Regions from separate parts of the Mus musculus genome. Here all the other regions are linked to region 4. Evidence: chromatin contacts called from public HiChIP or PLAC-seq and promoter capture Hi-C data. All regions are on one chromosome and are shown on one strand. Each heading gives the region's core, a stretch centred on a gene start, on an enhancer-like site or on the middle of the called end of the contact. The rest is flanking DNA. Distances are from core to core; before and after follow the strand shown.

Evidence for each region. Promoter capture Hi-C pulls out the DNA fragments that hold promoters and counts their contacts. HiChIP or PLAC-seq counts read pairs in DNA pulled down with a chosen protein or histone mark. Capture Hi-C pulls out chosen DNA fragments and counts their contacts.
Region 1: a contact with region 4 is called in a promoter capture Hi-C map of pre-B cells, with 2.9 times the contacts expected there. The contact joins the promoter of Brpf3 here to the promoter of Nudt3 in region 4. A contact is called at or near these places in 2 of 39 promoter capture datasets (liver and pre-B cells).
Region 2: a promoter capture Hi-C map of adipose tissue shows a contact between it and region 4, with 2.1 times the contacts expected there. The contact joins the promoter of Mapk14 here to the promoter of Nudt3 in region 4. A contact is called at or near these places in 1 of 115 datasets of contacts at active chromatin or transcription factors (embryonic forebrain) and 1 of 9 other capture datasets (adipose tissue).
Region 3: a promoter capture Hi-C map of liver shows a contact between it and region 4, with 2.4 times the contacts expected there. The contact joins the promoter of Rhot2 here to the promoter of Nudt3 in region 4. A contact is called at or near these places in 1 of 39 promoter capture datasets (pre-B cells), 2 of 115 datasets of contacts at active chromatin or transcription factors (embryonic stem cells and pancreatic cancer cells) and 2 of 9 other capture datasets (liver and pancreatic islet).
Region 5: a contact with region 4 is called in a FOXA1 HiChIP or PLAC-seq map of pancreatic cancer cells. The contact joins the promoter of Fam234a here to the promoter of Nudt3 in region 4. A contact is called at or near these places in 2 of 115 datasets of contacts at active chromatin or transcription factors (astrocytes and pancreatic cancer cells) and 2 of 9 other capture datasets (adipose tissue and liver).
Region 6: a promoter capture Hi-C map of pre-B cells shows a contact between it and region 4, with 2.0 times the contacts expected there. The contact joins the promoter of Capn15 here to the promoter of Nudt3 in region 4. A contact is called at or near these places in 2 of 39 promoter capture datasets (pre-B cells and second pharyngeal arch cranial neural crest), 1 of 484 Hi-C or Micro-C datasets (CD4 T cells), 1 of 115 datasets of contacts at active chromatin or transcription factors (astrocytes) and 2 of 9 other capture datasets (adipose tissue and liver).
Region 7: a promoter capture Hi-C map of pre-B cells shows a contact between it and region 4, with 4 times the contacts expected there. The contact joins the promoter of Ergic1 here to the promoter of Nudt3 in region 4. A contact is called at or near these places in 1 of 39 promoter capture datasets (pre-B cells) and 1 of 115 datasets of contacts at active chromatin or transcription factors (astrocytes).

Annotation. Positions count from the first base shown.
Region 1 is chr17:28,799,855-28,803,680 of GRCm38.p6, reverse strand. It overlaps Brpf3 (bromodomain and PHD finger containing, 3), which reads right to left and starts at 2,555. Exons shown (of 13, transcript NM_001081315.1): 1 at 2,320-2,555. Gm35883 (a long non-coding RNA gene) reads left to right here. Exons shown (of 4, transcript XR_003952337.1): 4 at 351-790.
Region 2 is chr17:28,688,964-28,693,291 of GRCm38.p6, reverse strand. Mapk14 (mitogen-activated protein kinase 14) reads right to left here and starts at 1,950. Exons shown (of 12, transcript NM_011951.3): 1 at 1,437-1,950. The coding sequence starts at 1,552. Slc26a8 (solute carrier family 26, member 8) reads left to right here and starts at 3,305. Exons shown (of 20, transcript NM_001290320.1): 1 at 3,305-3,575.
Region 3 is chr17:25,841,792-25,845,989 of GRCm38.p6, reverse strand. Rhot2 (ras homolog family member T2) reads left to right here and starts at 1,465. Exons shown (of 19, transcript NM_145999.3): 1 at 1,465-1,590; 2 at 1,677-1,735; 3 at 1,820-1,901; 4 at 2,006-2,049; 5 at 2,830-2,883; 6 at 3,572-3,624; 7 at 3,702-3,810; 8 at 3,899-4,000; 9 at 4,135-4,198. The coding sequence starts at 1,554. It overlaps Wdr90 (WD repeat domain 90), which reads left to right. Exons shown (of 41, transcript NM_001163766.1): 38 at 76-219; 39 at 292-411; 40 at 531-615; 41 at 765-1,256. The coding sequence ends at 922.
Region 4 is chr17:27,621,210-27,625,419 of GRCm38.p6, reverse strand. It overlaps Nudt3 (nudix (nucleotide diphosphate linked moiety X)-type motif 3), which reads left to right and starts at 1,968. Exons shown (of 5, transcript NM_019837.2): 1 at 1,968-2,333. The coding sequence starts at 2,235.
Region 5 is chr17:26,241,596-26,245,799 of GRCm38.p6, reverse strand. Fam234a (family with sequence similarity 234, member A) reads left to right here and starts at 1,558. Exons shown (of 13, transcript NM_001206335.1): 1 at 1,558-1,794.
Region 6 is chr17:25,983,640-25,987,798 of GRCm38.p6, reverse strand. Capn15 (calpain 15) reads left to right here and starts at 1,925. Exons shown (of 12, transcript NM_001347334.1): 1 at 1,925-2,328. 1700022N22Rik (RIKEN cDNA 1700022N22 gene) reads right to left here and starts at 1,969. Exons shown (of 2, transcript NR_166913.2): 1 at 1,763-1,969.
Region 7 is chr17:26,559,729-26,564,030 of GRCm38.p6, reverse strand. It overlaps Ergic1 (endoplasmic reticulum-golgi intermediate compartment (ERGIC) 1), which reads right to left and starts at 2,519. Exons shown (of 10, transcript NM_026170.3): 1 at 2,399-2,519. The coding sequence starts at 2,418. It overlaps 1700049J03Rik (a long non-coding RNA gene), which reads left to right. Exons shown (of 4, transcript XR_001782188.2): 1 at 1-1,941.

The DNA.
Region 1 (3,826 bases), core at 1,306-3,805, 1.2 Mb before region 4:
TTGGGGCATTTCCAACCACAAACCTTGCAAGCTGGGAATGCCTCTAAGAAATCTTTTAAATTTTAAGTAGTCTGTCTAAGGTCTTCATTGAACTCAAGGACAAGTTGATTGGGGGGTTATCTGAGGCGAATTCTCCACCTACAATTACCACAGAAATCTCTCTCCCTTGATACTTGTATCTAATCTACCCAGGGTGCTTCCCCCAGCATTCTCTGCCCCTAAGGAGCAGCTGCAGGCAGTTACCAAGGCCATCCTCACCAGGAAGACCTAAGATAGGATGGCTATACTCAGCATACTTTAACAAACTACAATGGCCTTTTCTTTTTAATCTTTCTCACAACTACCTCAAGAGACTGTGCAGACATCATCTCCATTTCAGCCACGAGAAAACAGAAGCTCAGAAAAATGTGTGAATCCAGATCTCCTAGCAAGCTGAGAGGCTACAAACACCAAGAGTCTCGGAGAGCTCTAGAGAGAGGATGTTCTGCACCAACCTAGGTTCTAATCCTGCTCCTGTGTAACCTGGACAAAGCTTTGAATTTCTCTGCCTCCACAGTGCATCAATAAAACAGTGTGGGGTGGGGTGTACTAGCACACTTTCCAGCCCAGTACTCTGGAGGCAGAGGCGCTATTCTTAAGTACTGCCTTCTCTGTGGAATTTGAGGCCAAGCAGATCTATATAGTATTTCAGACTAGCAACGCACATAGCGAGACCCTCTAAAAATGTAAAATGTTCATAGGAGAGATGGCTCAGCACAGTTGAGAGCACTGGCTGTTCTTCCAGAGGACCCAGGTTCAATTCCTAGGCAAAACACCAATACACATATTGTTTAATAATAATAATTATATATATATATGCATGCTGGAAAAATAACAGCATTTAAGAGGATGCCTAGCACCCACACTGTGGATCACAACTCCAGTAACTCCAGTTCCAGGGTATTGGAAGCCCTCTTCTGAATTCTTGGGGAACCCGGCATATATCAGGCAACATGCCCAGGCACATAAAATTTAAAAAAAATAAAAATGTAATAAAAGCAAGGGCAGAAATATCTACTTCTTAAGGATGATCAATAAGTCACCATTGACAACCACAGTGTAAAGGCCTCTCAGTCCCAAGGTGTGACTTAAGTTAACCTGGCTGTGGAGCAACCTGAGGCAGGCATACACCACCATTTGGAGCTAAAGGACCTTTACCGCACTTCTGTTCAACCCGAAGCCCTGAGGGCACGAGATCCCGTACCAACCTCAAGGTCTCAAAAGTAGTCCCAGCCAACAGATTCCATTCCCCAATTCTCCAAAGGCAAGCAGCCTCTGGAGAGGAAACACACACTTCAGTATCGATTTTGAAGAATCTACAAGAACCCCATCCTGTAGTCTCAGAAGTCGTCTCCATCCCCATTCGGGGCTCCCGCGATGCGATCACAGGGGGCAAACCCATGGGACCCAGCTGGGCTACTGCCAGGGGAAACCAAGAGTTTCGCCTACAAGGAGCTAACAACTAGACCAGGGTTGGTATTTTTTTTTTGGCGGGAGTTTCCTCACGTACACAACTCTTCCCATACACACACTGCCGAGTACCCCCAACAGCCCCCTTCAGAGACGTTCTTAGCGACCCGGGATCCCCAACTCGACCACCTCACCCTGGCCCCCGAATGAGGAGTTTCAACAATTGGACGGAACCCGCCCTGCACGCCACACAAGGGACTCATGAGACCAGGTAAGACTCCAGACAAGGTCTCTGTCCCTTTAAAGGGACTCCTCTTCCAGTGGAATCTTCACGACACCCCCCGAAGGAGAAAAAAGAGAAATATCTCCCCCTAAAAAAAACAACCCAGAGGGTAGGCGCACCACAGATAGACGCAGAGTCCGACCCTCACAGAGAAAGCGAGCGCCAGCGAACGGCGGAGGGGTGGGGAGGGGGGGGGAGGACGCGGAGATGCAAGCACTTATTGGCCGCCCAACCTGCCCGTCAAGGGGGAACCCGTGCGCCGAGGGCGGCCCCTGAAGGCGGGACTCTGGTCTAGCCAGGCCAATAGGGGAGCACGGGGAGGGCGGGGCTTAGCCGTTTGGCTGCCAGGACCGGGGAGAAACAAGATGGCGGGTGCGGGAGGGGGTCCTCGCTTTGCAGCTCCCTTCCGCGCGCTTTTCCCGGCCTCGTCGCCGCCCTCGCTCCGGGGGAGAGGTCGCGCGTCACCCCCACGCCCCATCGGGACACCCCTGTGCGCCCCGGCCGCCCCCTCGCGCGCAGCGCTCGCTCCCCGCCGGCCCCCGCCGCCCCCGCTCGCTCCGGCCCCGCCGCCGCCGCCCCCATTTTACCTCAGCCGCCGGCCGGGCCCCTAGCTTCGGGGGCCCCCTGAGCGCGAGCGCGGCCGGCCGGGTGAGCGGCCGGGCGAGCGGGCCGGGCGAGCGAGCAGCTCCGTGCGCGGCCCGGCTGAGGGAGCGCGGCCTCCTCCCGCTCCGGCCCTCCGCTCCGTCTCCCCGGGCCCGGCCGCCTCTCCCGGGGGAGGAGGGGGAATGGAGCCACCGCCGCCACCACCGCTGCCGCCCGCCACGGAGCCCGGCCGAGGGGAGGGAGGGATCAGCCCCCAGGCAGGATCCGCCCCTCGGCCTCCCCCCGCCACCTCCACCCCTTCCCTCACTCCCTCCCCGGATCGAGCCGCCGCACGCGAAGCGGGAGCGCGAAAGCGCGGGGAGACCGGAGCGGATGCCCCCGCCCGAGCCCAGCCCGGCGCGGCGGCAGCGGCGGCGGGGAGACGGGCGGGGAGATGAGCGCGAAGCGGCAGCGCCACCTCCACGGGGCACCGTCCCCGGCACGGCCTCACGGTGGCGGTGCGGACGCGGCGGGGCCGCTTCACCCTGGGCCTGTCCCAGAGCTGATCTAGTCGGGGTTCCCACTCTGAATCCACGGAGCGGTGGCTCACCCCATCCCAGCCAGAGCGTGGGGCCACCCGCCGCCCCCGAGGTGGGAACGCCCATGCTCCCACCCACCCACAAAGCTCGCCCCAGGACGACCCCGGAGGGCCACACTGTGTGTGGCTTCCCAGAGTGCAGGTGGCTGCGAAGCCTCCAGAAAGTCGTCCCTCCCCAGGCCCCCGGGACAAAGGTCTAGCGATGTCCACCCATCCCCTCCCCCAGTGCGGACAGCCCGGGAAAGACCCGTGCCTGTGGTGTGTGTACAGGTGAGCCTCTCCTGGCACACAAGGCTGCCACGGACCAGACTTTTCCATCTGTGTGGAGTTTTTTTTTTTTTAAGTAAACATAAAAGTTTGACAGTCTGCTTAAGCGTGCCTCGTAATTCCGTTTGTCACTCTAGGCATGGGAAATACTTTTCCCCTTGAATTTGATTTGGCCAGGAGTCGGTTAATTTAATGCACTGAACGGCTTTCTCAAAGGCAGCCTGCCTGTCAAACAGCAACTCCCAGACTTTGAAGTGTACTCAAGCTGCCTTTTGTTCTAATAAAAGAAAAAATAAATAGAAGAAAAGGTCCCTTTGCCCCTCCACGAGCGCATGTACCTATAAATTTGAAAGCTTACCTCGTGACAGAGATCTTAAGCACCAATACTTAATGATGCTTATAAAGGATATATGGATAAACTGCTATCGAAGATGAAGATGAATGATATATTTTGAAAGCGTTTCCTCTACACGAACGGCTGGTGAGACTTTCAATTGCTCGATTGGCTCTGGTATCCAGGACCTGGGTACTACAGTTGAAAGAGTAGAGAATAAACATTTCTCACGGCCCAAACCTTGTGTTTTTATTTACATTGAAGTATAGGTGTTCAGCATCCTAAGAGTTGAGAATTTACCAGTTGAGTGAAG
Region 2 (4,328 bases), core at 701-3,200, 1.1 Mb before region 4:
ATTCACGATATGACTTTAAGTAACACAGGACTCATACTTAAAGGTTAGCACATCCAGAAGCCTGGAATTTGTTCCAAAACAAAAACCATTTCCCAGACTCCTTCGGAAACCATGAATGCATGTAAGTCACTAAAACACAGGAAGGGCTCATCTACTGAATCTATCAGATTACTATCAGATAGGGAGCTCTAAAAGATATAGTAAAAGATACTGCGTGAATCCTTCAAAGTTCCTTAGAACATTTCTGGAGTGGAAGTTTTATGGTAGAAATTTAATCTGAAACCTGCTCCCAGGGCCATGCATGGTAGCAAAAGCCTTTATTCTCAGAGCTGGCAGACAAAATTTGTTGAGTTCCAGGCAAGACAGGGAGAGCCATAGTGGAACTAAAATAGGCCCCCCCCCACTCCTACCCCCCTCCCCCACCCGGTGTTAAGGAAAGCTAAAAAGCATCGTTTCCTATGTTCCAGGATCTCCCGAAAACCACCACGTACCTCGGTACTTACAAGCTGATAAAACTCCGCAAATCTTCTAAGGGACTTAAAAAAAAGAAAAGCACCCCCATGAATTACTTCAATTAAAAGCTATCTACACCTCCAGCTCTAGTCCTACCTTCTTGATCTTGAGGGGCGCCCCTCTGCTCGGTATGGAAAACTGTTTTGTCAAACAATACTGAAATGAGCAGTGGTATGTGACTAAGCGGCGAGCTGGAGCGTCCTTGCAAGGCGCTGCCACCCTCCCTCCCCGAAAAGGAAATACGCTTTCAACCGAATCGGAAACACACCACGCAAGCTGGCACCGTGGTCCCCGAGATAAAGTCGGTATTTTAAGCTCTTCGGGGTGCTGCTAATTCAAGTGCGAATCCCAAAGGAACGTTTCCTGAGACAGGATTTTTCGATGGAGGCTTGCAAAAATGGGAAAAGGGGGAGAAAAAAGGAAAAAAAAAAAAATTCCGGGAAAGGAGCGCTTTCTCTTGCAAGTTTCGTTCAGGTGACCGCAGTCCCCGGGTCAGGCTTTGCCCTACAGCTCCTCGCTGGAGCTCCGCCCAGCTCGTCTGCTCCCCGGGGCAGGGCTCCCGCGTCCCGAGTGGCGGTACCCGGAGGCAGGGTCCTGAGGCCGCGCTGCAGCAGAGGACCCCCGGGAGGGCCAGTCTTGGGAGCAGGGAGAGCGCAGGGTAGAGAAGCATCCCACCGCGTCCGCAGCTGACCCGCTCCCGCACACGGCTCGCCCCCGACCTGCGTATGCAGGGCGAGGGGTGCAGGACACGTCCCGCTCCAGCTGCCCCCTGCACCCCCAGACACGCCCGGAGGAGAATTCCTGCCGCTGGGCGCATCGCTGAGCTGTGGGGACAGGCCTGGCCCTCAGGCATGCAGGGCCACCCTGCTTGCTCCACCGCGTCCCCCCACCCCACCCCTAACCCGAGGCCCGGCGACACTCACCACACCGAGCCATAGGCGCCCGAGCCCACCGGGGACAGGTTCTGGTATCGTTCGGGCACCTCCCAGATGGTCTTGTTCAGCTCCTGCCGGTAGAACGTGGGCCTCTCCTGCGACATCTTCCAGCGGCAGCAGCGGGGCGAGGAGGTGGCCGAGCGGGGGCTCCTGCCTGCAGCCGCACGCTCTCCTCTGCGCCCGCCCGCGGCAGACCGGACCCCGCGCCCGCCACCCGCGCAGGTGTGGAGGCTGCGACCCGCCGCCCCTGTCAGCCGCGGCGGCTCCTACGAGCGTCGGCAAGGTGCCGGAGCCGGCTGCACGGCTCGAGGCTGCTCCCGCCGCGGTCCTCCTGCAGCCGCTCCCCGGGGAGGGAGCGCACGCCGACGCCGCAAGACACCCGCTCGCGCTTCAGCGCCCCGCTTGGGCTCCAGTGGCGGCGATCCCACAGGCAGCGGCCGGGAGCCTCTCGCGGAACTCTCGCGAGAACAGCTCCAAGGAGGCCCCGCTCTGAATCCAGATCTTACCCAATATGGAACCTGCCCACGGGGCGGGGGGTCGCGAGAAGAGCGCGCAGGGCCGGCAGATCTCGCGAGAAGAGGGACGCGGCTTGGGGAGCCGAGGCAGGAACTCTCGGGGACTGGGCTCCCCGGGGCGCCAAGGGTGGAGGCCGCAGCGCGGGGCGCGCGCGCCTCTCTGTGGTCGCACGGGCGAATGCCTGGCGCCATGGCGGAAAGCCGCTGTGACAGCGTCGGGGAAGAGAGCCAAATGATCTTTGAACTCCGAGCAACCTGCTCACTAGAGTCGTCAATTTCCAAGAACAACTTGAAAGAACAGACAGGCCCTGTCCAGAAAGCTGTCGCATTCCGGTCTGCTCAAGGACAAGTGGCTCACCTCGGGATGCTGGTGAAACCTGCCCCCTAGGCAAATATTAGTCTTGCCTCAAAGCCCAGGCTCTCCCTCCAGGCGCTCCTACATGTTTTCAGGCAGAAGTGGCAGAAGGAGGTTCCAGGGACCCACAGGGAGTTCCAATGCACGAGGTCAGAGGTAGACATCATGAATGGCCACTTCCAGGCTGGGGACCAGCATTTGCAAGGCCCTGGGTTCAATACCCACTACTGGAAGGGGAAGGTACACACACACACTGCAAGTAGGTCATTCCATTTCAGGAAGGTCTTCTCATTTATTTATTTATATTTACACCACCTGCAATTCCGGCATTTGGAAAGACCAGAAAACCCTTCATATACATGCATACATATATATCTATTTACACAGCCTGTAATTCCAGCATTTAGAAAGACCAGGAGACCCTTTCATACTATTTATTTATATGTACAGAACCTGTAATTCCAGCATTTGAAAAGACCAAGAGACCTTTCTCTTATTTATTTATTTATACACAACCTGTAATTCCAGCATTTGGAAAGACCAGGGGACCCTTCTTATTTATTTATTTGTTTATTTATTTATTTGTTTATTTGTATTTACAAATCCTGTAATTCTAGCATTTGGAAAAACCAGGAGACCAAGCCTCTGCTGTGTAGTGATGAGACCGTATGTGCAACACCCCAAAAACCATCACTCGGGTTTGAGACCGACTCTTGCCCTTTAGAGCCATCCAAAGTTTAGAAATTTAAAAGAAAATTGGGGGGTGGGTATTAAAGACTTAATTCATGCCTCTGAGAGTATGGAGAACTACTAGGGCGAGCATTCTGACCGCATCTCATTTAGGTAAGTCTGTTGAGCTTTCTTAGGCCCTGGTTCTAGTCTCTACAAGATCAATGCGACCCTGCATTCCCACCTAGTGGAATCTTCCGTAGAAGCCGAGAAAGCTAATAAAAGTGAATGGGGAAAGTTAGACCCGTAAGAACCCACATCCACCCATGCCTACACCGAGCAGGAGAAAGGGGAAATCTTATTCTCGTGGCTATTTCTAGAAGATCCGGGTATGTGGAGGGCAGCAGGGACCCCTTCTCCTCGGCCCAGATGCCATCCTCGCCCGTCACCCGCACAGCCGGAACGCCCGCGGGTTCTGCAGCAACGGCTCCGGAACTGCCGGCCTCCGCGTCCGCAGCGCTGCCGCCAGCCAGGCTGGAGCCGAGTCTGTCCCCAGCGTCTGCGCTCCTGCGGGCCACCGGAAACCAGGTGAGCCTGGGTCGGGAGCGGTCCGGAGCTCTGGCTGCCGCCTGGGAGCTGACAGCCCGCTCGCGTCCCAGAGCGTGGCTGCTTGGGTCACCTGCAGAGCCAGGAGTGTCCCAGGCACAAGGAGTGGGTGAATGAATGAATGAATGAATGAATGAATAGCGGTGGTCCCTGGAACTTCTCTCTCCTTATAGAAAGGCTGCGTGAAACCGAAATGGCAAGAGACAACATGGAATTTGCATACTGGATCCTTTCAAAAATTCGCATCTCTGTGATGTCCACAGCTGAAGGAACTGGACTGTGGGCCCCCCACACTTCCACTCTCTGTGTCCTCATCAGGCCGCAGCTCAGGGCCCCCTTTGCTTCCAGACTTTACTGTTCTGCTCATTTTGTTCTCTCTGCCTTAAGCCCACCCTCTGTCCCCTCTCCTCCTTCTCTGTCTTCTAGTCCTTATTGCTGGACTTTGGGTCCCCCCATGAAGTCTCCACTGTTCAGCCCAGTAATGAGGATCTCTCTACCACACCTGCTTGGTATCACACTGACTAGCATTAAGGGAAGGTGTTTATGTGACCTGTCAGCAGCTGGAGGGCTGCCACCTTCAAGCATCTCCTGCCACTAGACCATCCCCAATACATTCTCCACCAAAACTGAGAGTCACAGGCAATGAGGTTTTTGGTTGGGAAATACAAGTGCTTTTTTTTTTTTTTTTTTTTAATTGGAAGTGAATTTTGTCTTATGGTTTTAGAAAGCATGTGA
Region 3 (4,198 bases), core at 216-2,715, 1.8 Mb after region 4:
GCTCAGGTGATGGTGGGGAGGGGTTTGGGGTGCTGTGGGCAGGCAGCAGATTCTCACATCCCTCATTTCTCCCAGTATGGAGACCTAGGGGTAGAGGGTGTAGAACTGTGGCTGGCTGCAAGTGGGGACCAACGTGTCAGCATCTGGGTCTCTGACTGGCTCCGGGACCGCTGTGAACTCCTGGAATGGTTGAGCTTTCCTGCACCTGCTGTCTCAGAGGTAAGAGTTCCACGGTCATGTGGGTGGGGATTGGAGTCTGCACAACCCAGCACAACATACTGCTTTCCACAGGCTCCAGGCCTCCTGCCCCCCTCTCTTGCTGCCTTCTGCCCTTGGGATAAGGCGATACTGGTGTGTGTGGGCCTGGGTGCACATGAGGAGGTCATCTTCTACAGCCTCCGTCAGAAGCAGGTTTGTGCGATCACTGCTCTGTAGGTGGACATCCAGGGCTGTGTCATAGGGTTAGAAGGCCATGGAGCCTGGGCTTTGTCCCTGGCAGGAGACCTCAGTGTCATATTGTTTTCCTACAGGTGATACAGAAGACACCTCTGCCCTTCTTTGCCATGTCTTTGAGCCTGTCCCCAGGATCTCAGCTCATGGTGGTTGGTTTTGCTGGTGAGTGCTGGTCGACACACATAGAGAGGGCAGCTTTGACAGTCCTCAGCCATAGCAGGTTTGGGGGCGTAGATGTCATGGCCCTGCTCCCCTCAGCAAGGTTCCCAGCAAGGTGTCAGTACTCAGAGCACCCTGTCATCTACCCACAGAGTGCATGATGAGGCTCCTAGACTGTGCGTCAGGGACTGCCCAGGACTTGGAAGGCCATGATGACTCGGTCCACCTGTGTAGGTTCACTCCATCTGGCAGACTGCTCTTCACAGCTGCTCACAACGAGATCCTGGTGTGGGAAGTCACCGATCCCTGAGCTATTGCTAGGAACATAGGCAGAAAAGCCAGACTGTGGATTGCTGTATGCCGAGCCAGGATGGCTGGGACAGGCTTCAGAACTGCATTGTTTGGAATTTGGGTGAAATCTGAAAAGATTCAAGGAGGCTGAGGGTGTGGCAGTGACTTAGAATCTGTGAAGTGTGGTTTTGACCCTCAGAACCACTCCCTCCTACACAAAACTTGGCATACTGGGTTGTTTTTCACATGAAGGTTGTTTTATTGTTTTTATTTTGTACAGTTTAAGGAAATAAACACTGGCATTTATTATAGCGATACATTGTTTTATTGTCCCATAAATTGTGTCTTTGCATCACTTCTGGCCTGAGCTCACCCTTTCCTCCCGAGGAGCCCGTTGAGTCTGAGTTGTTTGCACCACCTGCAGAGTCAGGAACACTCTACTGGCAGGCGGGCGCGGGCGCCTTGCCTTAGCCCAACCACTAGCTGGTGCTGTGTGGGCGGGACCGGAAGCTTGGGTGAGGGCGGTACTGAAGACAGGAAGTGCGGGGGCCTGAGCGGGTTGAAGGAGAGGGTTGGGGTTGGGATTGGGTCTACTTGGGCCGGGCCGGGCCGGGAGGGGTGGGTTTGGGGTGCTGCTGCGGGCAGCAGCCATGCGGCGCGATGTTCGCATCCTGCTGCTGGGCGAGGGTAGGTGCGCTGGGGCCGCGGGAAGACCGGTAGGGTCGCCGTGACCTCGGCGGTGCTCCTGACTACTGTTCCCTCTCCCCGCGCAGCCCAGGTGGGGAAGACGTCTCTGATCCTGTCGCTGGTCGGCGAGGAGTTTCCCGAGGAGGTGCGCGGGGCGGACTGGGCACTTAGGGCGGATGCCAGGCTCTGGGCAGCCGCTCCGCATTCAATACTGACCCACCTGTTGCAGGTCCCTGCCCGCGCGGAGGAGATAACCATCCCCGCCGACGTCACCCCGGAGAAGGTGCCCACTCATATCGTGGATTACTCAGGTATCTATCTCCAAATGCTGCCCCCCAGCCGGTGTGTATTGAGCCTGCAGCCGGTCTGAATCGAGCGCAACAGCCATTCTACATAGCATTCTTTTTCCTTTTAGAAGCGGAGCAGACAGAGGAAGAACTTCAGGAGGAGATCCACAAGGTGCGGTGCATCTTGCAGGCCCTTGGGTACTGAGCCCAATTCTTTGGTCCTAACTTGCTGCCATCTAGTCTTAATCGGCTTCCTTTCCTGGCGGCTGGATTAGGTGACTCTGCTTGACCCTGATAATTCAGCTGTGACCTTCACGGCTGAGTATTGTTGGCTTTTCCAGATCATAGCTTTCTGGGAATCAGGACCTGGCCAGTACTGCCATTAGTGATCCATCCCAGGGTCTGAGGGGAGCAGACACACACACACACACACACACACACACACACACACACCCTTCATTGCTTTTCCTTAACATACTTCGGTTCCCCAGTACTATTCCTCCCTAGGCTGTAGTGGATGCCATCTTAACTAGGCGTTCCCTGATGCCAGAGTTTACTATGTTCCTGAATGCAGTCCTTCAGCCTTCTTTGTGTCCTATAGGTGCAGGTCACTTGGTCACTTGGTCAGGGTGCAGTGTCTCCTTGCTTGCATCTGCAGCATCCTTGCTGCTTGTACTGAGATAGAAAGTGAGAGAGACCTGCCTTGGGACTGTAACCTGCGTGTGATAGGTCTGTCATAAGTCCAGGATGTGCTGTCTAGAGCCATGGTGCTAGGGTCTGGTGTCTCTTAGGGAGTGTTGGCAGGGAGAGGCCTGCTTGGCAAAGGTGGACTTTCCTGGCCTCAGAGCCCTACCCATCCTGCTGTGAGCACCCGGGACATGGCCAGGAGTGGCCTGTACTGTCCATAGTGAGCCGGCAGACTATGCTTACCCTGTGCCTTGCTTTCCTTTAGGCAAATGTAGTGTGTGTGGTGTACGATGTGTCTGAGGAGACCACCATTGAGAAGGTAAGCAAGAGGGGATCTCCTTGGCCATTTTGTTGTTGTTGTTGTTTTAAGACTCATTTGAGCCGGGCGTGGTGGCACACGCCTTTACTCCCAGCACTTGGGAGGCATATGCAGGCGGATTTCTGAGTTCGAGGACAGCCTGAGTTCCAGGACAGCCAGGGCTACACAGAGAAACCCTGTCTCAAAAAAAAAAAAATAAAACCAAAAAAAGAAAAAAAAAGCTCATTTGTTTATATGAATACATTTAGCTGTCTTCAGACACACCAGAAGAGGTCCTCAGATGGTTGTGAGCCACCATGTGGTTGCTGGGAATTGAACTCAGGACCTCTGGCAGAGCAGTCAGTGCTCTTAACCACTGAGCTATCTCTCTAGCCCTCCTTGTCCTAGTGCCTGGCTTAGTTGGCAGTTGGCCTGGACAGTACACAGTGGCTCTTGATGCTCAGCCCTTTCTCCTAGCCTCACGTCTGTTGAGCCTTTCAGGAACCCCCACAGCTCTGAGCTAGGAAGTGTTCTCCTCATATCCCAGCTTGCTTGGGGAGAATCGGACAAGTCCCTGTCTGTCGTCTGCAGTCTCCCACCAGCTTGCTCCTGCACTCTGAAAGCTTGTGTAGCCCCAGGAAGAAGAGCATGGGCTGGTGAGCATGCGCATGCGCTTGCTCTCGCCTCACACTTGGACTTGGTCTTTCAGATCCGAACCAAGTGGATCCCGCTTGTGAATGGCAGGACGGCGACAGGGCCCAGGTGACCAGCAGGGCCTCAGCTAGGGGGACTAGAGCCCACCTGCTCCCCATCCCTGGTGATCATGGCCTCTCTCCCAGGTTGCCCATCATCCTGGTGGGCAATAAGTCTGACCTGCGGCCGGGGAGTACCATGGAGGCTGTGCTGCCCATCATGAGCCAGTTTCCTGAGATAGAGACCTGCGTGGAGGTGAGCAGGGAGGGCTGTGGTAAGACCCTGAAGCAGCTCCCTAGATCTGTCATGGGTCCCTCCTGAGCCTGCCCTCACCCTTGTCCAGTGTTCAGCCAAGCACTTGAGGAATATCTCAGAGCTGTTCTACTATGCCCAGAAGGCTGTTCTGCATCCCACAGCCCCCCTTTATGACCCTGAGGCCAAACAGGTAAGTAGTGGATGAGGGCCACACACCTATTTCTCGAAGGCCCATCCATGTGGGCCTTGGATAAGGAGTACAAGTAAATACGCGTACCGACAGGGTGGCCAGGAAAAGGGCCACTTGGTGTTGTGTCCCTGCAGCTCAGGCCTGCATGCGCCCAGGCGCTCACACGCATCTTCAGGCTGTCGGACCAGGACCGAGACC
Region 4 (4,210 bases), core at 719-3,218:
ACACCGGGGCCCTGTCCCAGGGGCAGGAACCCTGTCACTTTGTCCCCACCAAGGTTACACCAGGCTCAGCAAGGGACTAAGAAGGGTCCTGGGTAAAGCAACATTTATGGAAGCTATAAATCAAATGGGACTCTCAAATTCTGAAGAGTATCCACAAGAAGCATCAATAGGCATAATTCTAGTTTGTTATGTCTGTCTGTGTGCAGTGCCTACAGAATCCAGGTGTTGAGACTGGAGTTACAGGTGGTGGGGAGCCACCTCATATGGGTACTAAGGACCAGACTGGGATCTTCTTCAAGACTAGTAAGTGTTCTTAACTGCTGAGCCCCTTTGGGACGGGGTTTCATGTAGCCTAGGCTAACCTCAAACTTGCTGTGTAACCACAGATGGCCTTGAATTCTTGATTTTCCTGCCTCTGTCTCCACAGTGCTTGGATTACTGCCATTGCCTAGTTAATTTGGAATCTAGAGTTTCATACAAACTAGGCAAATTTCAGTTTTAAATTGTATTTAGCTATTACTGATAACGCCCAGTGCTTTCTGCTTCCTGGACACTTGGACATTTTCAGGCGCTCCTATCCCTGAGGCACCTTTTCAGCCAGACTTTTTACATTTTTACTTTATTGGTGTTTTGGCTGTATATATATCTGTGTGAAGGAGCCAACAGACAGTTGTGAGCTACTCTGTATGGTACCATGTGAACTACCATATACTGGGAATTGAATCAGGGTCCTCTGGAAGAACAGCCAGTGTTCTTAATCACTGAGCCATCCCTCCAGCCCCTTCATTTAGTTTTTAAAGAAGTTAGAATATGTGTGGACACATATGTCATAGAGCACATGTAGCGGTGAAGCTTGTGGGAGTTGGTTCTCTCCTTTCGCTATGTGTGCCAGGGATCTAGCTCAGGTGGTCAGGCTCCATGGCCAGTGCCCTTTTAAACTGACACATCTCTTGGGCCCCTCTAGATTATTAATGAAGTATACTACATACAAGATGATTAAAACAGGTAACGGGGACCCGTCAGATATCCCAGAAAGGTCATTTGCAGCCAGGCCTGACCACTTAAATTCAGTCTCCTGGTCCTCTGTGGTGGGAGAAAATGGATTCGTTTAAGTTGCCCTCTGACCTCACAGAAGCAATCATGGCGCACACACCTGTCCCCACAAACGTACGCTGTGCGCTTTGGGATTTATTTATAAATCTTGAATATCTTGACAGAATTTTCTAAACGTTTAGCACACGGTAATGGTGCCCGTTTTGTTGCAGGAACGCTGTAGCCCACTTTCACGTCCTCTAAGAGGGTCATCCCAGTGTTATAGTCACGGCCAGAAACCATATTTCATGATTTACGTACGTGTGCTGTGCACACTCTTACAGTCTCTCCCTTTCTGCTCCTGTTTAAGAGGATGGCGTTCTCTCTTTTCTTTCCTTCCTTTTTTATTTTCTTTTTTGCAGTGCTGAGGTTCGAACCCAGTCCCTCAAGCATGTCGCCAGGCAAGTGGCAGCTTTTGCCTTTTTTGCACAAATGGCTGCAGGACGCACATATGTCCAGACAGCTACCAACTGACCGCAAAGAGCAGCCCCGCCCCGCCCCACTCCTGATCCCCAGCAGCTAAGGTTGACAGTCTGCGGCGAGGGACAGCAGAGCGGCGCTGTCACTCTCCCTGTCATCTGAGCGGCGCGACCTTGGATCGGGCTGGGCCGCTCAGCCGGTGACCTTGGGCGGGCCCCTGCTCTCTGCCCAGCGGCGCCCGGGACCGTGGGGTCGCGGGTGGTGCCCACGCGCCGCGCCTCACCCGGCTTCCGCCATCCCCAGCCCTACGCTGTCTGCGTAGCAGCCGCGCCAGCTTCCGCGGCCTTCAGTGCAGACGCTCTCCCGCGCCGGGCGCGATTCCGGAACGCCGTCCGCGCTGCGCACGCGCGGCCGTCCGGCGAGCCCGCGTGCCTTACGCAGCTGACGCAGCGCGTCCAAAATGGCGGCGCGGTCGTCGTCGGGGGCGGCGGCGGTAGAGGGGGCGGTGGCGGTGGCGACGGCGGCCGTGACGGCGGCGCAGGGCCTGGGCCGGGGGCAATGAGGCTGTCCCGCCGCGGAGCCGTGTAGCGGACACACAGACCCTCCTCCCCGCCCTCTCGATCGAGCCTGGGGCGCGCGCGCGCGCGGCCGCCCGCCTGCAGCAGGCTCCCCTTCCCTGGACTCCGAGGCCCCGCACGGCACCCCCCACCCGGGCCCGGAGGATGATGAAGCTCAAGTCGAACCAGACCCGCACCTACGACGGCGACGGCTACAAGAAGCGGGCCGCGTGCCTGTGCTTCCGCAGCGAGAGCGAGGAGGAGGTGAGGCGCCCTGCCGGGGGTCGGCGGCGCCCGACGGGGTTTCCTGGGGAGAAGGGGGGGTGGGGAGCGGAGTGGAGAGGGCCCGGGGCAGCGGGATGCCATCCCGCGGCGGGCCGTCGGGGGTTGGCCGCCGTTCGCCCGGGGCAGTGGCTAGGCAGCTCGGCGCTCGGCACACGTGCATGGGGCGCAGGCCGGCCTTTGTGGCGGAGCGGAGGGCCGCTCCCTCCCTCCCTCCCTCCCCGCAGGGTTGCTGCTGGCCGAGGGGAGGTGGCTGCGGGCGAGCACTGGCAGCGACAAGCCGGGGCCAGCCGTTCGATTCTAACGTTGAGCTGCTGAGTCCGTATGGTTGGAGCCTGAAAAGAAAGGGCACTGGACACGGTTGTCGTCGAGGTTGTTATTCATATTGACCGGAACACTTCACGACCATCAAAAGCTGTATTTATGAAGATCTCTGTCCCGACGTTTCTCTGCTGTGCCCAATAGGATGAGTCGTAGGGTAAGCTAGGATAATAGAACGTTTTAGAGTCTTGTTCCTTTTTCCTTAAGGAACTTAAAAAAAAATTTTTTTTTCGGCTTCACAAAGCCGTTTCTGTGGTGATGAAGCGAGATTCATGAAAGGCGCGTGGTTTGTAAATCCACAAAGAATAGCTGCTTTGGAAATTCATAAAATGCCTGTGGGGACACATTGCTGTCGTGTGTGTGCATGGTGGTAAGATGGCAGTTCGCTTGAAAACAATGAAGGGCAGTGAAACTGAGTATGTTTTATCCCGGCCCTCGGCGGTGGGCTGGGGTGGCAAGCCTGCAGTACGGTGCATCGTGTTGAAATGGGCGACAGGAACTTGACCCGTTAGTTATGAAAGGCTCTGATGAAAGGGAGGATGGACTACCAGGAATCACTGTCCGGTAGATACTCAGGAGGAGGAAGAGGAGGAGGAGGAGGGGGAATTTAAATGAAATGACGGCCTGAAGAAAATCCGTGAAAGCATTCTTTGTGCTGTTGAGGGATTGCAAAACAGGAGTTTTGGAAATGTATACTTTGTTACTTTCCTTCATTACCAAAGGTCCCCGAAAGACGCGCTTTGTAAGTAAGCAAGGTCAAGTTTTAAATGATGCGCTGGCTTTGGAATACGTGAGGTAAAACTGTCTATGGTGAAGGCTGTTCTAGAAGCTTTGTTTTCTTCATTATCATATGGGAAGTCAGATGGGATCTGGGCTGTTAGCGGGAGGAAAAGGAATTAGCATAATGACATGCCTCACTGCAGTGCTGTGGTTAGGTCTGGCCAAGTTTAAAGTAGAAGGCTGTGTAATTTAGTCATGAACACTGCAAAACCCTTTGTTTTAAGAAGATCATCCTAGAGGTGAAAATGTGAATATTTTGGATAAATACTAGAAACTCAAGATCCTTAACAAAGGAACAACCGATTTTCTAATTTTGGTTAGAAGTTTTACAATGGACTGGCGGCAGTTTGGCCACCTATTGCCTTGTGTAGGTCAGACCAGGGGTAGGACTGACTTGTTTTGTTTTTTTAGGAGCTTAAGATTTTCAGCTGTTAGAAGGAGGATTAAAGCGTCTGCTCCGTGGTGGGGTTGCCTTTACTGAACTTCTCTTTGCATATTGGTTAATGAGCAGGACAGTTGTGCGACTCTTGAATGATAGGTTCAGTGGCTGCTCAGAGTTTGGTAAGAACAAGAATGTTAGCGGACCTGGCTGGCTTTGGACTTGTTCTGTTCAGCGCAACAAGCAGGCTTTAACTGAAGTGCCCACTAAGGCGCAGCATCTGTTAGATGGGATTTACAGATGCACACCCATCTATCCCGAGGGGATTTTGGTAGTCTCTTAGTCCGGAGGGATTTTGGACCACAAAATAATCTCTAAG
Region 5 (4,204 bases), core at 309-2,808, 1.4 Mb after region 4:
TTTTTTATTTTTTATTTTTTTCATTTTTCTTGAGACAGGGTTTCTCTGTGTAGCCCTGACTGTCCTGGAACTCACTCTGTAGACCAGGCTGGCCTCAAACTCAGAAATCCGCCTGCCTCTGCCTCCCAAGTGCTGGGATTAAAGGCGTGCGCCACCACTGCCTAGCTGAAAGGATGTCTTGATAAAGCAAACACATAAAAGACTGTTTTCCTGAAGCAGACACAAGTGAAAGGATGCTTGTTGGATATAGCAGACACGTGTAAGGACTCTTGATAAAGGAGTATAAATGTGACCCCACAGACAGTGGGAGAGGAGCACTGAGATTTGGTTTGCTCTGCCTTGCTATTCTTTGCTAAAGACACGCATGTATTTGTTCGCCTTACATAGCATTGTTGAGCTCACCTTGTGGTAACACTGCCATTGAGAGAAATTATCCAAAGAACTGCTTGTGAGGTTCCTATGGCAGCTTGCAGCTTCTGCGGCCTCACATCAGGCTGGTTGGCAAATCTAGAAGTTTCTTCAGGATTTAACTACAGCTGCCTGGTGTCTGCTTGCTGAAAGGACTGGACTGAAGCTGCTGGTTAGTGTCTGGTGTCTGCCCCCCTAGAGGACTGGACTGCAGCTGGTGGTTAGTGTCTGGTGTCTGCCCCCCTAGAGGACTGGTCTGCAGCTGCTGAATTGTACTTGGTGTTTGCTATGGGACTGAACTGCTGCCCAAGAAGATCTAGCTCACCCCTAAAGAATTATTGCTGAACCGGTCCATTTCACCCATATCCTAATAACTTTTCTCTTCCACTGCCTCTGCTGGGTTGTAGGCTAGAGGAGAGGTTGGACCCTTATTAAGAGTAGGTTGCAGCCGGGCATGGTGGCACACGCCTTTAATCTCAGCACTGGAGAGGCAGAGACAGGCAGATTTCTGATTCGAGGCCAGCCTGGTCTACAAAGTGAGCTCCAGGACAACCAGGGCTACACAGAGAAACCCTGTCTCGAAAAACCAAAAAAAAAAAAAAAAAGTAGGTTGCAAAAAATTTATGCCTACTCAGAGAGTAAAAGTCCTTGCCAAGCTATTGTGCAAGCCTGTAACCTAAGTTCGATCCCAAGAACCCACATAAAGGCGAAAGTGAACCAGCTCTACAAAACTGTCCTCTGATCTTCCCTTTCTGTCGTAGTGTGTGTCTCTATGTGCCTGCGTGTGCACTGAGGAAAGAAAATACCGTGGCCAGTAAGTGATCGGAAAGATACGCAGGCTAGAAAAAAGAAGCCTTAGCATGGGCCTTCTGTCTTGTCTCCATTCATGGATTCCTGGGGTTAGTATGGGAACACCAGGCCTAAGCCATCACAGCATTATCATGCCAAAATGCTCCTGCACAAACAGGCTCTCTGCTCGAAAAGGGCAACACTGGACACAGTGGCCGTGTTGCTAAGCAACCGACTCAGTCAACAGAACGGAATCGCTGTGGTACGCCCCTTCCGCTGGCAGGAAGTGACGCACAGTTCAGGTGGGCCGAACTAAGGGGGGGGGTCACAGCCTCTCTGGGGCGGGGCCTACTGCGGGGCGGGCCTCCTGGGTGGGCCCAGTGGGGGCGTGGCACGCTGCCCTCGGGGCCGGGCGGACCGGGGTGCGCCGGGGAGGGGCGCTGCTGTCCGGCGTAGTCTGTACTCCTGTTCAGCCGCTGTCCTCCCGGGAACCTTGGGGATGTGGATCCCGGATTCCAGGGACCGCAGTTGAGCCAGCCTCGCCAGTCCTGTACCACTTGCTGAGGAGCAGGATCTCGCGGACAGGTCCGAGAGCAGGTCAGGATCGGACTAGGTAACTCTTAACGCGCGAGCTGGTTCCGGCCAAAGCCGTCTGCGTTCGATCGCCCGGAGCTAGTGGGGGCCAGGAGCGGGTCCCGCCTCCACTTGCAGCTCACAGCTAAGGTCGGCCCCGCCTGAGCTCCCAGAGTAGCAGTGCACAGGGCCTGGCACCCTCAAGCGTGCTCAACTTGGCCAAACAAATCTCTGCTCCGTCGTGTCTGTTCCCTGGAGGGCGCTGTGGTGACCCGGAGCGACAGGGGTTGACCTACCAGAGGAACTTTGTGCTCCGGTGGACATGTTCCTTAAATCCTAACGCTCTTTGGGCCCCGTGTGTTTAGTATCAGTGAGAATCAGTTCATGTTCTTCAAGTTCAGGCCCAAGGCAGTGAGGTGGGTACGGTCAGGAGTGGTTGGTGATGGGGTTGTCTTCATATTCCACCCTCACAGTTCTAATGTTCTTTTAAGGCCACCACCGCCTCCTGCTGCCTTGAACTGGAAGCAATCTTCCTGCCTCATTACACCGAGCTGTCTGTTTCTTCTCTGTACTGGCGTTTTTTCTTACTCCTTCCATTGCCTCCTTGTATTCCTTATATGTTGCTTTATAACAAACAAGAAGTTTATTGGTTTATCCTAGCAATCTTTATCCTAGGTGTGGTGGTGGATTTCTGTAATCCCAGAAGTTGAGGCTGAGACATATGAATTTGGAGTTTGAGATAAGCCTGGGCTACAATATGCGGTCTTCCCCAAATGCACAAAATAAAACAACCTTTATTAGTCAACACTTTCTGTGGGTAGGGAATCAGTCTACCTGGGTGATGATGGCCCAGTAACTCTCGCCAAGTTGGGGGATCCAAATCCAAGATAGTGGACTCAAAAGACCAGTGGCAGGAGTCCTCATTGTTTTCTGTTGGTATCTGCCTTCCCTCAGAAGAGTTATCTGTAAGGGAAGTGGGGCGATAGGGAGTGATAGAAACCACTGTCATTATGACCCAGTTTGCAAAGTCTAACTCCCCCCTCCACATTCTTTTTGTATTACTAGGTACATAGGAGGTGGGTACAGCAGAGCTTATGAAATGAGTGTGTGCATGCAAGAGTGAGTGTAGGTGTAGTGTGTCAAGGACAGTGACCTGTAGGGGCTCTCCCTCCTCTATATGGGTTCCAGAGAATCCTCTTGTCACAAGTCTTCCAGTGGTGGAATTTTGTGTCACCATCCCAGAACCCTACTAACCGACCTAGCACCCCAGCTCCTCACCTCCCCAGCTCCCCAACTCTCTTTTGGGAATGGAGTTTTTTGAGACAAATTTTGCTTTTATCCCTGGCTGGCCTGGAACTCATGGTATAGACCAGGCTGGCCTCAAACCAGAGGTGAGCCTCTTTGCTCTTTCAAGTACTAGGGTCTCAGATATATGCTACCAAGTCCAGCTTGTGAATGTTATGTTTTTTTTCTAGAATTTATGTGTATAACTCTGTTGCCTGGAAAAGAGAGAGAGAGAAGAGAGAGAATGTGAGTGAGTGAGAGAGAGAGAGAGAGAGTGTGTATGCACACACCATGGGAATGCCTGGTGCCCATGGAGGTTAGAACAGGGTGTTGGATCCTCCAGAACTGGAGTTACAGATGGTTGTGAGCCACCGCGTGAGTGCTGGGGACTGAACCTGTGAACCAGCTTGCCAGCCCCTTGTGATTATATTTTAAAATCCTGCTACTGACCATGCCTGTGGGGGAAGGGTGCCTACTCCCTGTAATTACAGCACAAGTTTCCACATCGCATTCACATGAGCTTTAGCTTTGTGAGAATGACTGGGGCTTTTCCCAGGGAAGGGAAGCATTCAGCACCCCAGCATGACGTTGGACACTTGGAAGAGCAGACTTCCCTGTAGAAAATGGAACTAGGTAGCTGGGTGTGGTGGCACACGTCTTTAATCCCAGCACTCGGGAGGCAGAGGCAGGTGGATTTCTGAGTTCAAGGCCAGCCTGGTCTACAAAGTGAGTTCCAGGACAGCCAGGGCTATACAGAGAAACCCTGTCTCAAAAAGCCAAAAACCAAAAAAAAAAAAAAAAAAAAGAAAGAAAAAGAAAATGGAACTAGGACTGGCGAGATGGCTCACTGACTGCTATTCCAGAGGTCCTGAGTTCAATTCCCAGCAACCACATGGTGTCTCACAACCATCTGTAATGGGATCTGATGCCCTCTTCTGGGGTGTCTGAGGAGAGCAACAGTGTACTTACATATAAATGAAATAAGTAAATCTTTTAAAGAAAGAGAGAGAGAAAGAAAGAAAGAACTAATCTTCCAGAGAAAAGCATGGTAATAGGTGTTGTCATCTAACTGACATCCTGTGTTTACAATTGGCATTTAAAGTCACCTGATCCTGTAAGGTTTTTCTAATGTGTTTATGAACACATGTGC
Region 6 (4,159 bases), core at 676-3,175, 1.6 Mb after region 4:
CTTACATTTTCCATGAGGTTGGTGTTCTGACTTGTGTGTGTATATGTCACTTGTGGAAATCAAGAGAAATTTAGACCCAAGTTTTAGACCTGACTAACCTGCCAGTCCTGTCTAAAGCTTTCTGGGTGTTCACCCAATGGGGACCTTGACTCTGTAATAGCTTCTGAGTCTTACTAAACCTAGGTTTTCACGCGTGCTAGGCAAGCACTAGCTGCACTGTGGCTGCAGTATGCACCTTTATAAGTGTACCTTTGTGTTTTGTTTATTGAGACAGGGTCTTATGTGATTCGGCCTCAAAACTTGGAGAGATCTGCCTGCCTCTGCCTCCCAAGTGCAAGAGCTGTGATTAAAGGAGTGCACCATCTTGACCCACCCCTCTACTTTTTGAGACAAAACCTTGAACTTTCTAGCCCAGGTCAACTTTGAACTCATGACCCTCCTGCCTCAGTCTCCTTAGCAACTATGCAACTATACCTAAGCAACTATACCTTTGTAGCTGTGGCCCCAAAACTATGAGGAATAGTGTTGGGTCCCATCTGCTCAAGAGTCAGGGTGGTTGATCTATGGCTTCTGTCCCTGCAAAGCTCTCTCTGCCCTTCTTGACCTCTGCAGGGTGTCCTGTGGTCTGTGCACTCAACAGGGTGTCTGTCTTCTGGCCCATACTACACTAGCATAGATCAGGGCTCAGCCAACCTGGGATGATCCAGCTTTACCTGCTGTGTGATCATCTTACTTAGTGCAGTGATACATCATTGCACTAGTGATGACCCGTAGTGACCAGAGATACTGTCCTGGATCCAGCTTGGCCATTCTCCTGATCATGGGTATCACCTACTGATGAATGAGCAGTGACTTCACCACTGTCAGGGGGCTCAGGAAGACAGCCTCTGCTCCTCTCCTCTTGCCAAAATTTGGTGTCTTCCCCATTCAGGCATAGGTGTCCCCACAGCATCCTGAATTCAATGGCCAGTCTTTAGCTTTCTAGCTTCTGGAGCATGAATGATTTCCCAGAAACATTATCTGTAGTCTCTACTGAGCCAGACTCAGGTTTTCTGGGTCCGGGGGCAAATAGTACCCAATCTCTCACACAACATTCAGAGTGCCGGGTGTCCTTTTGCTATGTGCTATGTTTTTTTTTGTTTTTTGTTTTTGGTTTTTGGTTTTTGGTTGGTTTTTGGTTTGGTTTGTTTTGTTTTTTGAGACAGGGTTTCTCTGTATAGCCCTGGCTGTCCTGGAACTCACTTTGTAGACCAGACTGGCTTCGAACTCAGAAATCTGCCTGCCTCTGCCTCCCGAGTGCTGGGATTAAAGGCGTGGGCCACAACGCCCGGCTAGCAGCCTGATTCTTAGTTAGCTTTCAGTTGCAGAGGACAAGTGGCTGGAATTAAGTTAATTCGGGGGAGCCAAAGGGCTCTAATGGGAAATAGCTTGGGGGCTCTTGTGAACATAACTCAAAGGACTGCCTCAGATGCCAGTGTTTCTCTAGAAAAAGTGACGTGCCTATCTAGCACTCGAGTAAACACAGACCTCAGATGGAGTAACCTCGGAAGGAGCAGTGCCAGCACGGTTGCTGCTTCAGACCGTTGGGAAAGAAACCAGAAGTCGCTGGAAGAGGTAGAAAGCAGCCAAGGCAGCTAGGTTGGACTGTACCACCTACTGCCCCAACGCAGCAGACAACCGGTTCAGACCTTGTACAAAATCACGACCCAGACTCCCGACATCTCCCCTGGCGCAGTAACACTCGAACCCCGTGGACGCCTACCGGAGCCCAAAGCCCATCTTAAGGGGATCCTGGGAGCTGTAGTCCGTTCTCTTCCCGGATCCAGCGCGCCACATCAAACTAGCTTGGGAGTACCAACTGCATCCGTGAACTGAGCGTCTCCGGTCACGTTGGGAGGGCGAAATCTCAGGGAAAGAGTAGAGGGTAGGACCATTCATGGACTACAATTCCCGGCGTGCCTTGAGCCGCGTCGCTCTGCCCTGTGGGAGCCGTAGTCCCGGCTCCGGGTTCCCAGTGCCGCGTGCGCCCCTGACGCGCTGTAGCCTCGGGCCCCGGCTGGGCGCCACGCTACGGAAGCAGCGTAAGGCGTAGCGGGTAGGCCGGGCGGGACGGCGGGCGCTAGCTACGGAGGCGTTTGTAAGGTTGCCGGGCCGAGACGGATCTTCGCGGCCAAAACGCGCTAAGCCGGCGGAGCATCGCGGCTGGCGCGAAGGGGCCCTTGGTGCCCTCCGGTCGAAGTTGTGGGTCAACCGACTGAGGGCCGGCACTAGGGCCGCGCCCGCCTAGACCGATCGCGAGCGCTGAGGAGGCGCCGCCGGCTCGCTAAGGTGAGTTCCACGGTAGGCGGCCGGCCAGACGGCCTAGGACTCGTAGAGCTCGGCCTCAGGGCATCAGCCGGGATGCTCCATGTTTGTCCTGGGAGCAGTAGCCTGGCTTGTGGTGAGCGGGAAGGGGAGGGGGAAGCGCGCCGGAGGTGTGGGTCACTCGAGGCCAGCCTAGGAACCTCAGACGCAGGCGACCCTCGGTGCCTGCCTGTCCTTGAGTGCCCTCTTGTCCGGGGCTAAGCGTTGGCCCACTGTACGAAGGTATAGGTCGTGGGGGCACTGTCTGCAGAAACCTGCAGCTGCCTGGGGCGGCAGCAAGAGTAAAGCGTCCTGTGTGCCCCCTCATCCCACACTTCTGTTTTTGCGGGCCTGTCAGCAGGCCGAGAAAGTTACAGAGCAGCCCCTTGACAGCTGCGGGATTTTCTTTTTGTTTTCTGAAAAAGGGGCCCTTCCACGTCTGATTTGGGAACCCTGTTGTGTGGCCAGATGGTCCTTGCTAGGCTGGCTCTTAGGGTCCCTGAGTACAGATACTGAAACAGGACCGCGAAACACCTAGCCTCGAAAACAGGATAGATACCTCCTGAGTTTCAGGAGAACCTGAGAGCCTACCTGAGTGTTTGCTGCTGACCCTGCAGTTCAGCAATAAATCAGGAAGAACTGCTACTCAGTAAGAAACTGTGAGATTACCCCTCCAGTGGCAATTTCCCCTTTCCCAGTCTGGAGAACTGCAAGTCACAGATGTGGAGCTTGCCTCTTGAGTTTCTCCCTGCTTCCAGAGTCTAGCTGTCAGGGATGCGCTCAGGACCACAGTTCTGCAGTCTAGGGCAATTGTGTCTTGCTGAACAGTAGCTTGCCTCCATGGGGTAGTAGATTCTGTTTCCTTTGAGGTCCTTCTGCTCCACAGAGATGCACCCATTTCTTTTCTAACATCTAAGAATGTCTAGAGCTGTCTGACTGGTAGACAGGTCATTGACCTCCATGGAGGAAGACTTGAACCCTGCTGGATCCAAGGCTCAGAAACTGTACAACTTAACTGCAATGGAGTTATCAAAATCTCTGCTGGCCATAGTGTCTGAGAGTGGCCCTAACTCCATATCTATGTAGAAGCCTAGGTTAGTCCTCTGTGGGTAAAGGGTTCCATTGTGGCCCATCCTTGGATCCAGGCTTTGTCTACTCCCAAGCTTTCCTGGCCCCTGTTGTACATTGTCCAGGCCTTAAGGCAAAACTTGTAAGGCCCATTTTACAGATGTGGAAACTGAGGCTGTCCGTCATCCATTGACAGGAGAGGGATAGACAGAGTTCTAAGTCTCCAAACCACAAGCATTTTTTGGTCTCCTTCCACATTCTCACTGGTGGCTCTTGAGATGAGCCTTTTTGGTGACCTGAAAACCTTCAGTATACATGCTATTGATGAGCTGATAAGTTAAGAGCCTAAGAAAGTTAGAGTAGTCCTTTGTCCATCCCTGTGGTCTTTAGTATCAACACTGCCTTTCACTGCACTAGACAATTGCTGGGGCTGAAAAGGCCAAAATTAAACTTTTTAAAAATAATTTTTAAAATGATAAACGAAAAATGTTAAGCTCTTTGAAAAACACCAGATACGGAGAGACCCAGGATCACTGGTGACTTGTCTCTTTATTTTGTCATGATTTCTAAACTGTGTGGCCTGGGAGGCTGAATTTTGAGAAATACAGATATGGCCTTAAGACTCTGGCCTAAAGGACACTTCCTGTCCCCACCTCCACCCCTCCCTAGGCCTGGGGGCGGGGTGTGGATTGTTCTCCTACCTGGCTGTTTATCTCTTGACTACCCTGTCCTTCCAGTCCCCTCTGGT
Region 7 (4,302 bases), core at 1,270-3,769, 1.1 Mb after region 4:
TGGGAAATGGGGATGTTCTAATCACTGTACGCCCCCTGTGCTCCCCACTATTAAAAGGTTTGACAAAGTGGTGGCTTTTCAAGATTCCCCTTGTGCCCCAGAGCTAAGGCTTCAATGCCAATAGGCCAAACTCCGACTCCAGCTTTATCTATATCCATGCAAAGTGCTTTTGCCAGAGGGGTCACCCTCACCAGGGTTTAAAAGGAAGACTCATTCACTCTCTTCAGTGACAAAGGGATGGATGTCAAGTTTGCTTATATAGTGGCTACTCCTAGAACCCAGTCATGTGACACGTTCCCCCTCCCCCCCACACATGCAACACTCCTCTGGCAATTCCACAGGGTTGTGCCATATGCCACCCATCCCCTAATGATAGTCCAAGTGGCAGGTGGCTAAACACTGGGTACAACCCTCAGCAAGCCGATGAGTGGCCCTGTATGTGGTAAAGGTCTGTAGAACGGCGGAGCCTTCCTTCACAGTGAGTCCTAGAGCTCTGCTATGTCAACGTCTGAAAGAGAAGAAAGACATGGGCTGGACCCACAGCTCACCCTGCGTGAGGAGATCGAACGGTGGGGAATCCATTCTTACTGGTCTCCAGTGAGCCCCAGCAAGCAAGGACTTTCTCAACTGGCATTAGTGGGAACCCTGTGGCACCCGGGCACTCAGGGCCTGAGACACATCCAGAAAGCCCCAAGGCAGTAGCAGCCGAAAGTTGAGCGGTGTGCTCCTTAAATATCAATGCCTTAAACTAGTCAGTAATAAGCAGGCCCTGACAAGGCTAAAGCTGGCCCCAGCTGTTTTCCTTTTTTTTTTTTTTTCATCTCACCTGCCCCCAGCCCCCAAACTTCCAACTGGAGCCCAGATCTGCCCAGCCCTTCCAGCATGCAGGCGGGGCATGCAGGCGGGGCAGAGAACTGACAAGATGAAGTAACCAGAACAGTTACTTCTTTAACAAACTCAAAATCCCTAGGACTTGCAGAACCGTGTGGGGACAGGAGGGTTGGGACCCTTTCCGGTCAGCCCTGGGAGGTTTGAGGGGGGGGCCTGGATGTGCCCACTGCCCTTCTTTCTGCATGGGCACACTGTGGTAATGGGTGTCCCTAAAACTGGCTCAAAGCCCTCTCGGTTCAAAGCTACCATGGTCTGTATGCTTTTGTCTAAGCCCAGGTATGGACCCCGGGGCTACCTCAAGCAAGCAGGAAGCTGGTTTGCCAGATAGTACCAGTGCCCAGAGTGAGCTAAAAACCACTTTGGCTGGTTAAGAGGTCTGAAACCAATGTCCTCTCTGGGCCCTGACCCCAGGTTGCCCATATGCCACCACATGATCCGAATCTTGGGCCGTTTTTAGATTGGTTGTCACTCTGTTCTGCCTCTATACACATCAGTAAGAGGGGGAGGATGAGGGGAAACTGTGACCAATGGAGGAATACCCGTTCTCTGGCTGTGGGGAGCGCTCACAGATCTCCTCAGTCACAGATGCCCTACTTCTGAGTTCCATGTGATGGAGACTGGGTCAGGGGTGCCTTACAATCCCTGTCTTTCAGGTGGTGACCTTATTTTTAGTACCAATTTGCAAGAGGTGAAACCAATATTTTGAGCATGCCCAGACACCTGCTGGGGTTAGCCAGCTGAGCGGTGAGGGGCTGCACCCTAAGCCTTTGCTTCTAACATTGAGAATCTACTAAGCAGCTGGGTAGAGAGGTACAGCCAGGCTTCTAATCCTTTTGCTCCAAAGTATCCCAACAGCCCAGAGCATCTCAGAGCGTCTTATGTCAAGGGAATGTCTGGTGGGGAGGCCCTTCCCATGCAGGCTTCCAGAAGGCCTGGCCCTATACAATGGTGTTCCAGGAGGCAAAGAACCTTCTGCAGAACCTCGAGATCCCAGCATCCTCCTCTTCCCGCACTGTCCCCATGGCTTGCGGGAACAGGCCTCCACATCTGGTAGGTAGAGGATTCTCAGGCTCTGAAGAACTAAGCTTCTCCAACTGCTGCCAGATTGAATGGGGCTGCAGCCCTCAGATCCCACCGGGCAAAGCCAGGCGCGCGGCCCCACCTGTCAGCCAGGACAGGGTCCACTAGGGAAGACTGGGGAGAAAGCCTGAGGATGCCTGAGCTCCTTTTATTTGGGATTTGGGAGGAGATTTGGTTCCCAGGTTGGGGGAGGGGAATGAAAGATGTCAGGGGCAAGCTGGGGACACCGCGCCGTGGAAAACAGAGTGCGAGGGCTTGCCAGGGCTGCACGAGGGGTGGGGGTAGGGCTCGAACCCCGAGGAAGGCCGCGGTCCCCTAGGGCCTGCCGAGGCGTGCACAGTGCACCAGGGTCGCATTTGCACGTAACGGGGGGTGGGGGGTGGTCGTCGCCGGCTGCAGAGGGCCTCGGGCCCGGGGCCTCACTCACCTCCTGAAGTCAAAGGGCATCGTGCCGCCGAGCCGGTGGGAGCGTTGCAGGCCAGGCGGGCCGCAGCGCCGCGTGGGTCCGAGCCCGCTGCCAACGCCTCCTCGGCCGCCCCGCCCCCGCCAGCCTGCCCGACACTCGCCACTCGCCTCCCGCCGCCGGGAAGTGACGCTCCACGCAGCCCATTGGGCGCCGCCACATCCACCGGCCGCCCCTTCCGCCGCCCCATTAAAGGGGCCCGAGGGCCCGCTGAATGGGAAGGCCCGAGAGTGGGATGCTACCCAAGCCCAGGTCTCCAAGACTCCCGCTTTGGTTCTTTTTGGCCTCTGATCTTTTTTCCTAGCGTAAGTGGGGCCTCAGGACAAATCGCTCTGCCTCAGGCAGTGGGTTTTGTGCTTGTAAAACAAAGCCATTGCGTTGTGAAGATCAGAGAAAAATGCTACAAATTGCGGGTCCATGCTTGGTGCTAGTTCTGGGTGAAGGTTAAAACTGGGGGATGGGCAACGCAGTCCTAGATTGAGAAAGTCCACCCACCTCCCACCCATCCCTTGCTTCTTAGGAAAAGCCATCTGGCTCCCGAGATCCACCACCACCCCTTTCTCTATCTGTATAACTGTTAATCCCACTTTTCAACTTTTCATAGGTATCAAAGGAGGTAGTTGGGGCCCTGCTTTAGTGAACAGCCTGGCATCTAGTGACAGCTTCTCCACCTGTTAGAGTTGGGCTTAGCTAGCCACTTCTATCATCTTTCTTCGGGATTGATGCCAACCAGTACTCGTTGAGCATCTACCAACCTGAAGTCAGGAACTTGCAGGGTTATCCAGAGGCTCTGAGTTTGCACGGTTAGAAATGGTAACATACCGCTGATTGCCCCTAGGAGCCTCCATTCTCAGAAACACAGAAGTACAGAGGAAAACCTCCCTCAACTTGCTGGGCTAGAGGAGGAGGCAGCTGAACTCTAAACTTTTTGTGATTGGCTGGTCTTAGTTGTCAATCTGACATACCTGGAAGAGATTGAAGAAATGGCTCCACTACATTAGCCTAAGGGCTTGTATGTGTGTAAAGTTTTCTTAGTTCCTAAGTAATGATGTAGGAAGGCCCAGCCCTCTATGGGTAGCAACATTCCTAGGATGGGATCCTGGGATCAGAAAGCTACTGCATATGAGCAGTGGAGCCCATTAGCAGCCTTCCATCCTCCACAGGTCTCTGCTTCAGTTTCTGCTTCATGGTTCTTTTTTTTTTTTTTTTTTTTTTTTTTTTTTTTTTTTTTTTTTTTTTGTTTGGTTTTTTTGAGACAGGGTTTCTCTGTATAGCTCTGGTTGTCCTGGAACTCACTTTGTAGACCAGGCTGGCCTCGAACTCAGAAATCCACCTCCCTCTGCTGGGATTAAAGGCGTGCGCCACCACGCCCGGCCCTGCTTCATGGTTCTTACCTTGAGTACCTACTTACCCAGACTTCACTCCCTGAAGGGCGTGTGGATGTATGAGCCAGATAAACCCTTTGCTCCCAGAGCTGCTTTGGTGGGAGTTTATCACAGCAGAGAAAAAGCAAACTAGGACACCCATGTAGGGGAAATCTGACTTCTGAACTTCCCTGGGTTCTGCTGCTGATGCCTTCTTCAAAGCTGCGATTTAAGACAACAACTTAAGGAGAAAAGTGGGGATCCAAGTTCAAAAGGCAGGATGGGCAGGGAGGCAGTGTCCTGACATAAAAAGCTCCTTGGTTTCCTGAAGGATAAGCGGGCAGCAAGATTCAGGGTCTGCAGTGATGGGCGATTCCACCAGGTTCTTCTCTTTCTGACAACCGGAATCCCCCTTCCATTCATTCATCCATTCATTCATTATTCATTCATTCATTCGTCATTCATTCATTCATTCATTCAACAAACACCCGCACCCCATGCTCT